Linked DNA regions of Pan troglodytes: all the other regions are linked to region 3. The links are chromatin contacts, called in public Hi-C and capture Hi-C maps. All regions are on one chromosome and are shown on one strand. Each heading gives the region's core, a stretch centred on a gene start, on an enhancer-like site or on the middle of the called end of the contact. The rest is flanking DNA. Distances are from core to core; before and after follow the strand shown.

What was found. Hi-C and Micro-C count contacts between places; a contact is called where the count stands out from the background. Capture Hi-C pulls out chosen DNA fragments and counts their contacts.
Region 1: a contact with region 3 is called in a capture Hi-C map of stem cell-derived neural stem cells, with 7 times the contacts expected there. The contact joins two enhancer-like sites. A contact is called at or near these places in 4 of 7 Hi-C or Micro-C datasets (blood, induced pluripotent stem cells and stem cell-derived neural progenitor cells) and 1 of 1 other capture datasets (stem cell-derived neural stem cells).
Region 2: a contact with region 3 is called in a Hi-C map of stem cell-derived neural progenitor cells, with 6 times the contacts expected there. The contact joins two enhancer-like sites. A contact is called at or near these places in 4 of 7 Hi-C or Micro-C datasets (blood, induced pluripotent stem cells and stem cell-derived neural progenitor cells) and 1 of 1 other capture datasets (stem cell-derived neural stem cells).

What each region holds. Positions count from the first base shown.
Region 1 is chr6:31,370,130-31,373,681 of NHGRI_mPanTro3-v2.0_pri, forward strand. The region is part of intron 3 of LOC134810525 (a long non-coding RNA gene); the gene reads right to left. Among named protein-coding and RNA genes, the nearest start is that of NPVF, 330 kb to the left of the region's middle. Within about 2 kb of position 2,247, at least 3 of the 24 cell types and tissues checked have an H3K27ac peak or open chromatin away from gene starts, as enhancers often do. A contact at or near this core is called in stem cell-derived neural stem cells, where this site is marked.
Region 2 is chr6:31,073,039-31,076,526 of NHGRI_mPanTro3-v2.0_pri, forward strand. No RefSeq gene overlaps it. Among named protein-coding and RNA genes, the nearest start is that of NPVF, 32 kb to the left of the region's middle. Within about 2 kb of position 1,358, at least 9 of the 24 cell types and tissues checked have an H3K27ac peak or open chromatin away from gene starts, as enhancers often do. A contact at or near this core is called in stem cell-derived neural progenitor cells, where this site is marked.
Region 3 is chr6:31,204,362-31,207,544 of NHGRI_mPanTro3-v2.0_pri, forward strand. The region is part of intron 3 of LOC134810525 (a long non-coding RNA gene); the gene reads right to left. Among named protein-coding and RNA genes, the nearest start is that of NPVF, 160 kb to the left of the region's middle. Within about 2 kb of position 1,655, at least 2 of the 24 cell types and tissues checked have an H3K27ac peak or open chromatin away from gene starts, as enhancers often do. A contact at or near this core is called in stem cell-derived neural progenitor cells and stem cell-derived neural stem cells, where this site is marked.

The DNA of each region.
Region 1 (3,552 bases), core at 997-3,496, 170 kb after region 3:
ACGTTTTAGAAGTTGTTAGCTGACTGCCAAAAATGAGGATCATTAAAAATAGATTCACAGCTGTTCAGGAAGCCAGAGATATAATTTTACCTTCATTATGCCTTATTGCAGATGTTATTGATTTAATCTCATTGCATTTTACTGTGTAATATCAATTTGCACTGTCTTTGACTTGGAAATCGGGAACTGTATTTATTCTTCTTATTCTCATCATAGCAGAAGATCTGCTTCGACTGACAGCCAAACTGACACCAGGCTCCAAGGCAGTGGCAGCATTTAGGCCAGGCCCAACAGTGTGGAGTGCAGAGGCAACTTAGTGGAGCTGAGTGAGAGAAAAATAATCTAAATATGGGGCCAGTGCCTCTTTTAGGAGTGTGTCTATGCTCACAACTGATTCAAACAAACGAATCAAAATAATCCTTCTGGCTTTGCTTGCATGTCACCAAATAAGTTGGTTTAATAAATCCTTCACTTTTCTGTCAATTATTTTATCCTGAAATTTTTACAGTGAAAATGCTAAAATAGAATTTAATCTAAAATAAATTAGGATGCATTAGGATATTATTTTCCAAGAGGCATTTCTCAGAACACTTGTCACGAGATACTCAATGATTTTTTTTTTTAAGTTTCCAAACTCAAAAAGTTTAGGAAACCCTACCCAATAAATATTCCTTTAAAAATGTTGTAATATGTGGTAGCATATTAAAGGTTCCAAGAAGCAAATAAATGTGGTTGACTTTTTTTAATCCAGCATTTCCCAAATGAATTTGAAAAAACATTTATTCTCCTCATCCATTAACATCCCTCAGTGCTAGAGTGCCCAGGAACACCCTTTGGGAATCACTGGTTTAAGATCAATCTGGAAGAAGGAAGGCCAGCTCTCTGCTAAGGAGTCTTGCATCTTTGTTCACTGCCACTGCTGCCACCATCTTGAATCGACATGAACTGTTCTTGATTTACAAAGATTTGGGCCAGGCGCGGTGGCTCACGCCTGTAATCCCATCACTTTGGGAGGCCAAGGCAGGCAGACCACCTGAGGTCGGGAGTTCAAGACCAGCCAGACCAACAAGAAGAAACCCCATCTCTCCTAAAAACACAAAATCAGCCAGGTGTGGTGGCGCGTGCCTGTAATCCCAGCTACTCCGGAGGCTGAGGCAGGAGAATCGTTTGAACACTGGGCAGTGGGCGAAACTCCATCTCAAAAAAAAAAAAAAAAAAAACCAAAGATTTGGTTCATGGGCTTTTGCACCTCAGTGGCTGCTGGTGCACCCCCCACTCTTTCCCTCGTTTCAGTGCCTCAGCTTCCAAACTCAGATTCTATACTACTCACTTCCAATCTCCTGCTTCCCCAAAGCCCATGCACAACCCTAGCCCAGAAGAGCGGGGGCTGTGCTGGCCACATCACCAGGAAGTGCACTGGGGCTCAGAAAGGCCCAGCACATTTTTACCAGGTTCAGCCCATATGACAGCAGGGACAAAATTATTCCAAGTGTGCACTGTTTTTGTAACATTAACAGGCTTCACAGTTTTCAGCAACTCATTTAGTCTTGGTGATCAGTCGACATACCATTCGCTAAAATGTGCAACTGTTTCTGTCTATTTTATAAGAGGTTAGAAAGAGCCCTGTGACACCAACACGGGCATTTAAAAGGGCATTTAAATACCAGCTCCAGTGGACTTCATCCAGGAGGGCATGTCTTGAGGACTTTTACTGCCTTGCAGACTTCATATTTCTAGCTTCCAGGCTAGTGAACATCTATGTGAACCTGATGTATTTACAGCTTTGCCACTTTCTTTTGTTCGATAGAAAACATAACACCTTTGATCATGATGTCTAACATTCGCTATCAGTTGGCAAAGAATGTTAAGCAATTGTATGAGCATCCCTCTCCAGCCTTCATCTGCTCTTCTGTGCCCTAATTCGATGATTTCCACCCAGACCCAGCCAGTGCCCAGTGGTGGCTTAGCATCACTTCTCAGGATCACAGCTGTGGGCAATGGTTTGGGCAGGGGTTAGGTCAGGGACACAGATCCAATATCATTTGGCACTTATTCCCCACTATTACTAACCTCCCAAGACAGGACAACTCGTGCCCCTCATAGATTCTCAGGTACAGGGCCTGGCCTTTTTATTCTCCACATCTTCCTCATGGGGTCTGCTGTGGAGCTCGCTGCCTGTTGCTAATTGACAAGTCAGTGTCTCCCAGCTACTCAGGGACGGAGCCAGAGTTGGATTCGTAGTCTCTCCCCGGGCAGAGCCAGCAAGTTCTGCTCCAGGGGTGCGATTCTGCCAGGGCAGGCAACTTATTCCTCGGTGTTCAGACTTCATTCTCACAAGAACGCCAGTCGAGTAACACGGATTGAAAAGTTGGCTGGGGCTCATAACTGCATATTTTGTGCCACTGAGAATTATCTAGAATTTTTTGAAAAGTCATAGTCTATGCATGTATGTTCAAGAATTGTGTTTGGAACAGGCAGGGGGCATAAGTTTGTTAATATACTCATAATTTCACTGCTTTTCAGATTGCCAAGAGATCTTTGAGAACGTTTAGAGGAGCTGCCTCATTTTTATAATTAGGAATCCAAACCCCAGAGAGGGGCATAATTCACAGACACACAACTAATTCACTAAATAATTAATAAGACTGAGAGAAACTCCTCCTTATGCAAATTTAAATAGGAGAATCCATTCCCAGCTCCTTTATTGTTACCTGTTTTTCTTTTCCACTTTCAAGCTATGTTAGATTTTTGCTGTTCTGATATGATTCAGAATTATGTCTCCTCTTTTAAAATCAAACTACTATGTAATTTTCAATAAAACTGTAAAGAATAAGAGACAATGACAGACCAAAAAGGAAAACTCAATCTGGACTCATATTTGAATTCCTGAAAAATACTGTGAAAGAAAATACAACTAATTTATGTACTGTAAAGAAAACATATTAACATAAATAACTAGTTCTACCTCTCTTAGCATACTTTTATAAAGGCAAAATGACAGACCCAGACATATTAAGAAAAGCATAGGAAAATAGAAATACATTTTACATCGCTAAAGCTAACCATTACAATTACTACTAAACAAAGGAATAAAAAAACGAAATTAAAAGCAGACATGAAGAAAACTAGCAGAGCGGCGCCACCTAGTGTCCATTTTATGAAAAGCGCCTAACATTTCCTGCGCCCTCCTGTGGTAGGATTTAGCAATCGGCCACAGACAAGAAAACAAATTCTATAAACATGATTTGATTTCTTTCCTCTGGAAGGAAGACAGAAAGAGATAGCATCTCAGCATACTTTCTAAGCAAGATATACTTTCATTCACCATAATTAAAACAGAACAACTACAAACATGCAATTTCCCATTGATCACAGCATCCTTTCTTTGGACATAATTTCAAGTAAACCCCAACCATTAACCTTTCTAAATGAAGTTACATTTTTTTAAGCCTCTCTGCCCCTGTGAAATTTTGTTCAGGACAAAATTTTGTGAATACCGTTCCTGTATCAACATTGTGGTAATATTTAAAAAGCAAAATGTAAAGAATTAAT
Region 2 (3,488 bases), core at 108-2,607, 130 kb before region 3:
CTAACTTTGAGTTATAGGGTCATAATTCCATCTCAGGATTCTGGCAATAGCATAAACCACTAGATCTCTTCCTTGGTAGTTTATGAACACTTTGCCCTCCCTACCCTCACCCCACCTCCTGCCTTGGAAGATTAATAGCTCTGTAAATTACAGTTGTATTAAAATATATGTATTATATCTTGATATGAGGCTTTCATATGGGTATGAAAGCGCCCTCAACTTCCACCTCCCTGGGTGACATGTCTTGCTTTGTGTACTAATGCAGTTTCAGCGTTGAAAAAAAAAGGACTTCCAGACTGACAGAAGCACCACAAAAGGCTGTGGCCTTTCAGTAAGACTATTCTGGGCTGGGAATCAGCAAATGTAAAAGTACAGAGGCAAGAAAAAGATGGACATTAGGGGATGCCCAGGAGAGAAATGTGGTTGAAGTAGAGAACTTGAGTAGGTTGAGACTATGGTGTGTGTGTGTGTGTGTGTTTGTGTGTGTGTGTGTTTGCGAGAGAGAGAGAGAGAGAGAGATCCTGAATAATGCACGAGGTATTTGGACTTTGAAGGCAACATACCTTTGAAGATTTCTGGGTAGGGATGTGACATGATGAAAATGATGTCCAGGGTGGACTGGTTGCTCAGGATGGCCCTAGGGATGACGGGCTGCCTGTAATAGGACCACGAGGGAAACAAGGAGCTTTATCTTGAGGCTGTATTGCCACATGAGCATTGGTTTTCGATTGCTTAGATTGCATGTATTTGGAGTGGCTCAGCGGGAGCTGGTGGGATCAGCATTAGGTGTCTTTACTGCTTTTTTAAAAAAGAGGGCAGATGAACCCATTTTGTCTTTCTGCCTCCTGGTTCTCTATGAAGCTATGCTTACGCCTAGATTTCTTACTTTGCATATAAACATGTCATATCCGTATCCTATTTCTGGGACAGAGCCACAGCGTGTGAAAGCCAGGTATCTCAATCTCTGGTTCAGGATCTACGATGTCATGTTGTTATCCCTTAAAGTGATTATTCTCTAATTATTTATTGAAATTGTCTTTCCTGAATTCCTCAAATCAGAGTCCAGATCCTCCCCCAGACACGGGGTCTGGGCCACTGAATAACACAGTGGAGGGCTCAGGAAAGCGAAGGGGAAGGAAGAAGTAGAGGGGATGAAACAGAAAGAAGACGAAAGGAAGGAGAAGAGGAAAAGGGGGAAGTAGGACAGAGGGGAGGGAAGAAAGAAGAGCAGTTCAAAGATAGAATGGTGGTAAAAGGGCGCCAGTCGCTACAAAAATTGCTGCCCTAGAAGCGAGAGGAAGGTGTCCTGGTGTGTAAAAGCAGCCTCTCACTTTCACCACGTGGGGGCAGACTCTACTTACAAGAAAAAGCAACAATTTGCAATGGCTTCCGGGTCAAAGTGATCCTCTCGGCACACGGAGGATTCGGTATTGAGCCGATCACTCACTCCCTGAGGTTCTTCTAGTCCCTCAACAGCTGGAGCCCCATCTCTGGGCACAATGTCAGTGTGGATTAAAGAAAAAAAGAAGGCCAACTTTGCTCAAACTTAGATTTTCACATCATGTGGAGTATAGAATTACAGTTGAACAGATACCACGTAGAACAAAACATTTTGCCGTTTCACCTTATTATTTAAAATATAGAATTGCCCAGGCTTTTATGCAGTCTCTCATTTCTTTATGTCTTTTCCTTTACTGAAGAGTTATTGCATATACATTATATGTGCATCGTTCAAGGAATTTCCAAACGTTGGAAAGCATTCTTCTTAATTTCTTCCAGCTCCTTCTCAGTCTTTGCTTGTTATATTTTTAGCCTAAGGTGATAAAAATGCATGGGAACGTCTACGTTAGTTTCTTAAAAAAAAAAAAAAAACTCATAAACTCTGAGCCTTTGCATTAAAGGGATATTTTTATTTGGAGAATGGTTGAAAACAACCAAACTACTGCAGGTAGTTCTGTGGTGCTGTAAAAGCAATCGTTGCAAGTGTCTGATTGCCTCTGAGCACAATGCGACTAGCATAGGGCTAACAGGGCGAAGTGCCAACTGAGATATTAAAGGGGACCGATTTCCTCCAACCCCCCAAGTTGTTAAGTATTATTATCCCTGAAAACAGCATTTCAATGTCCATTTTGTTTTCCTTTTGGTAGATTTTTTCTTTTTTGAACAATATAGAACAAGTTAACTCCAGCAAGTATGTATGTTTTCTAAGATAGACTTTCTAAGTAGCCAATTAAAAACAGAATCTCTTGAAAATAAAAATATTCTCTTTAGAATGGTGATTGGGCCTCTGAGATAAAGAATCTCATTTGCAAGTTTAAAAGGAATAAGAACTTTCTATTATCTACAGACTGAGTAAGTGCTGAGAAAAAGGCAATTTTGCTATTCCCTATTCCCCCCCAAAAAATTAAAAAATAGAAGGATAGCAAATTGACTGGACAATTGTGGGAAGTTTGGCTCCATCAGTCTCATGATTTTCAGTGTGTCCAGGTTAACAATAAAACTTAGTTTATGTGAGTATATGAGGTAGTGGTGTCATTCCAGTTGTCTGTTTAATCTGGTGGCACAAGAAGTAGCAAAGCTACTGTTTTGTAGCAAGGTCTTGGGGCCTACCGTTTCCTCATTCCTAAGTTTAAGGAGAAGAGCATTACCTCCACTTAAGATTTACATAACTTTTTATGAAATACCTTCACGCTAATTTAGTCCACGGCCCCTTTAATACATATAATCCATTACAGTGCTGCGGAGATGATTACTTCCGGATGTGGTTTCTGTTCTCTCCCTCTGTTTCACAAGCTGTGTGCCGACGTTATGAAGCTCTTGCAAGGAAAAAAAGAGAAAAACTTCTAAAATGATTTCTTCTTCTTAAAAAACAGGAGAAGTGACTGCAAAGAATGATTTACTATCAGTCTCTGCTTTGCAGCAGCGGAAAATTGGGAGAGGATCAAACATCCTCTCCAATTTGGCTACTACCTTCTAGGTTTAATAGTGTTTTAAAATGAAATCTCTGACAGTCTTTGTAAGGGCTATTAATTTGTACCTTGCAGAAATGCGATTCAAACGTTTCTGGAATCGAAACCTTGGAGGAGGTTTTATAGTAAAGAAATATTAGAGACATCTGAGATTTTCTCTGAAAGTTGATGTGATCTCTTATCTGAAAATCAAAGGCTTTGACCCAAACTTTGAGATCCCCTCTCTCATTTAATTGGTGTTAGCAGGGAAGGTCTGATAAATACCGAAGGGGCTGACAAAACTCTGTTTTGCAACTAGTGTAGGGCCAAGACTTTCTCTCTCTTATTTGACTCTATCCCTTGAGAGCCTCATTTCTTTTTAGTACCTAATTTTATTGTTCATTCTTACTAACCTTCCAATCTCAATGCACTTTAAGAAAAAAGTAAACCAAAAGTAATTACTTGGAGAACACAAAGCCGTATCTATATATGAGATCAAACATTTCCAACCTTCCCTTGCTATTTACTTCTAAATAACTA
Region 3 (3,183 bases), core at 405-2,904:
CTAAGTTGCAAGTTTAAAGTGTTAGAATTCAGCTTCCCTTCATGTTACATCCTTCTGTATAAATGGTGATTCATTCATTCTTCAGATACCTGGAAAAACATCATCTCCAATGTAGACCAATGTGGAATGAATCTTTCCTTTCCCTGATGAGACAATACTACAGGGAATGGGTTAAGTGTTACATTGAAATCCTTAGGACAGTTAGGTAAATGGAACAAGTTTTTTGTTTGCTTTTTTTTCTCCCAAAATAAATGTGCGGTTGAGAAAGAGTTCACCTCTGTAAGAAAAAGAAACTTATGTCTACCATTCTGAAATTTTCCAGATGGTGGCACTACTTCATCAGTGATTCCACACCGTTTTCTAGTATTTTTCTATGAGTTTCGAAGAAAGTTCAAGAAATCTTAAGAGGCATATATTTTCTAACCTACGATTTTTATCAGGATCCATGGTTTTTCAATACTAGATTTCATTAAACAACACAAATCAGAACAAATGAAGAAGTTATAAAAATTAAACTCCTGTTTTTCAACAATATTTACCTCATTGTTCACAACTGCTGTGAACAAATTATTACAAATTAAAAACCTATCACAGCTGGGGGTGAATTTTCTTTTATATTGAATAGAATTCCATGTAGAATGAGATTATAATGCTGGAACATAAGAAACAATACCAACATCCTATAAATGAAAGCGGGAAGGATGCTAACTAACCCTCTAAGCCTAAGCTTAAAATAAGTTCTGATTTCTAACAATTAGATGAAAACTTTTCTTGTCACTTCTTGACAAAGTGAAAGCTTTCTCTTTAGGTATACAGCCACAAACTTCAAGAGATTTTTCTCTTTGATATTAGTCTTATCTTTTCCCTAGAAAACACTTTGAAGTGGTTATTTGAGTATTTGTTGTATGAGTGAAAGGACCTGATTTTGGTCCCTGCACGTATTTCCTGGCTAAATGGTTAATATTTTATGTTTTTGTATCCCTCCCTCTGAGGACCATCTCTCTTTTGTTTTATTAGCAATGCTAAAGCCTGCATCCCGTGACCCTGGAGAAGGGGAATTACATTATTTATTCTCTTGGAAGTAGCATTAAAATATTATTTCCCTCCCCAAACGATGTTTTCTAAACATTCTCTCTGATTACACAAAATTTTCAGTCTGTCCAGCTAAACCATATATTTTATGAGACATTTTCAAACAAGTGTGCTCAGGAACTCAAGTGTTCAGGGAGAAAATACAGCCCTCTGTGTAGCATCTAGAAGTGAAGTTGCCTCCTAATAAGTATACAGAGTGTGTAACTACAGCCTTGGGAGGTCTGTTCGTATTCATGGGAGTTAACAGCATAAATTCCAAGGGAATTCAGAGAACAGACAGTTAAAATAACACCAGTAAAGTCGCACTCACCGCAGCATGCTCAACACAGCCTGTTTAATGCGGTGTGATTTTTATTGGGTAATGTGATGTACGTTAAGCCAGAAAACAAAAACAACTAAATAGGCAAAACTTGGACTAATCCCTTTCAAAATGTTTAATGAGAAACAAAGCTGAGAAAAGCAATCTTCTGAATCGGGTAACAAAGAGATTTTGGGTAGGGTTTTCCCAGCCAGGCCCTAGCGGTCAGATAACGGCTATCCGTATTCCTGTTCCCAGAACTCCTCACCAGTGGCTCTGGCTGACTCTCTCTTCCTGTTCATTGTGATGGCAGCTCATGCTAGCGGGCCACTTGCTGCCTTTGCCAGAATTCCCCAGGGTCGCCCTGGGACAGAAGCAGTGTGCATTTCTTGGTGAAGGTTATCTTTATTTACCCATGTTGTGGGTCGGTGGGAGAAAACCCAATGCATTAACATGTCACGGGGCCATCAGCCCCTGTGTCTCGCTACTCTTGGGTTCTGCAGTGGATCTTGTTCAAATCAGAAGACCTCCAACCTCAAATCAGGCAAATTTTAAGTTCCACAGCTGCCAGGCTTTCAGTGGAAATGAGGGTGGCCTTGGGGCGCTATTTTGAAATCGCTGCCTAGAGCAGGAACAGAGAAATGCCTGCCCCACTTGTTTCATCAATTAAGCTGAGAAGTCCAAAGTCAGTCCAGGAGGACTGTGTGCATACTCTCCCTCTCTCTCACCTTCTCTGACTCCCCTTCATTAAATGTGACTGGGTAGCCTCAAATATTCCCTTTATTTTTCCAGTGAGTATGTGAAACTTTTCCACTGCTAATATTCTACATCAAAACCATTTATTTCAATGTCCTTTCTGGAATAATCTCTCAAGAGGCCTACCTCTCAGGGAGAACAGAAACTTAGAACATTGAGACTTGAACAAAAAATACACATGACTAACTTTATTTATTTAATGAGATCTCATTTATTAATGAAAAAGCTTCTAATAGATATATATTTGTAGATACTTGGTTAGAAGTAAAATAGCACCTTATATTCTAGATTGTTTTCCTTTTAGAAAAGTACTTTCTAGTGGACAGAAAAATATTTACTTTTCTAATATCCAGTTGATGGATGTTAGCAGTAAGTAGGAAAAAGTAATCATTAATAACTCCACTGTGAATGGTTAAGTGCGGTAGATGCTTTTATCTTAACTGTATTGAATGGAATTTACAATTAGGTTAATATTTTGCTCTTTTAACAGGAATTATAATAACCTAGTATAATTGTTTAATATGACTATCTAAAAATGCAACAATGAAATAACTACTTGTTACTGAAGGTATCTCTGGTCCCAAAGCATAAAGTTAGCGAAATCTCAATCCCTCTCTCTCTGTTGCCCTCCCTTCAAGTTTACATCAGATGTCTTAACTGCTGTTACGTTTTTCTGTCCCAGCTTTCACTAAATAACCAAGGGTGGTCATCAAACAATAAATTCTCTTTGATATTCTTTCCAATTTCCTTCAAGATGCAGTGCAGCTTGCCCCTGAGAAATTTAAAATGTTTTTGTTTGTTGTGGCTTAAATTACCTCCTGACTTTTCTTTCCTTGGGTCGTTGTTGTTGATAATAGTAAGAAAAAAATGAGACTCCCCTAAGAATATGCCACTTTAAAATATATTTTCACCACCTTAATTCCCTTTTGAAATAATGTTTCTGTTAGCGATTAAATAAGGAGTTTAAGAGTTGGTGTCATGGTGTCTATAAATAAACTTGAGATCATGCATTTATAAAGAGTCATATTTTTATAATC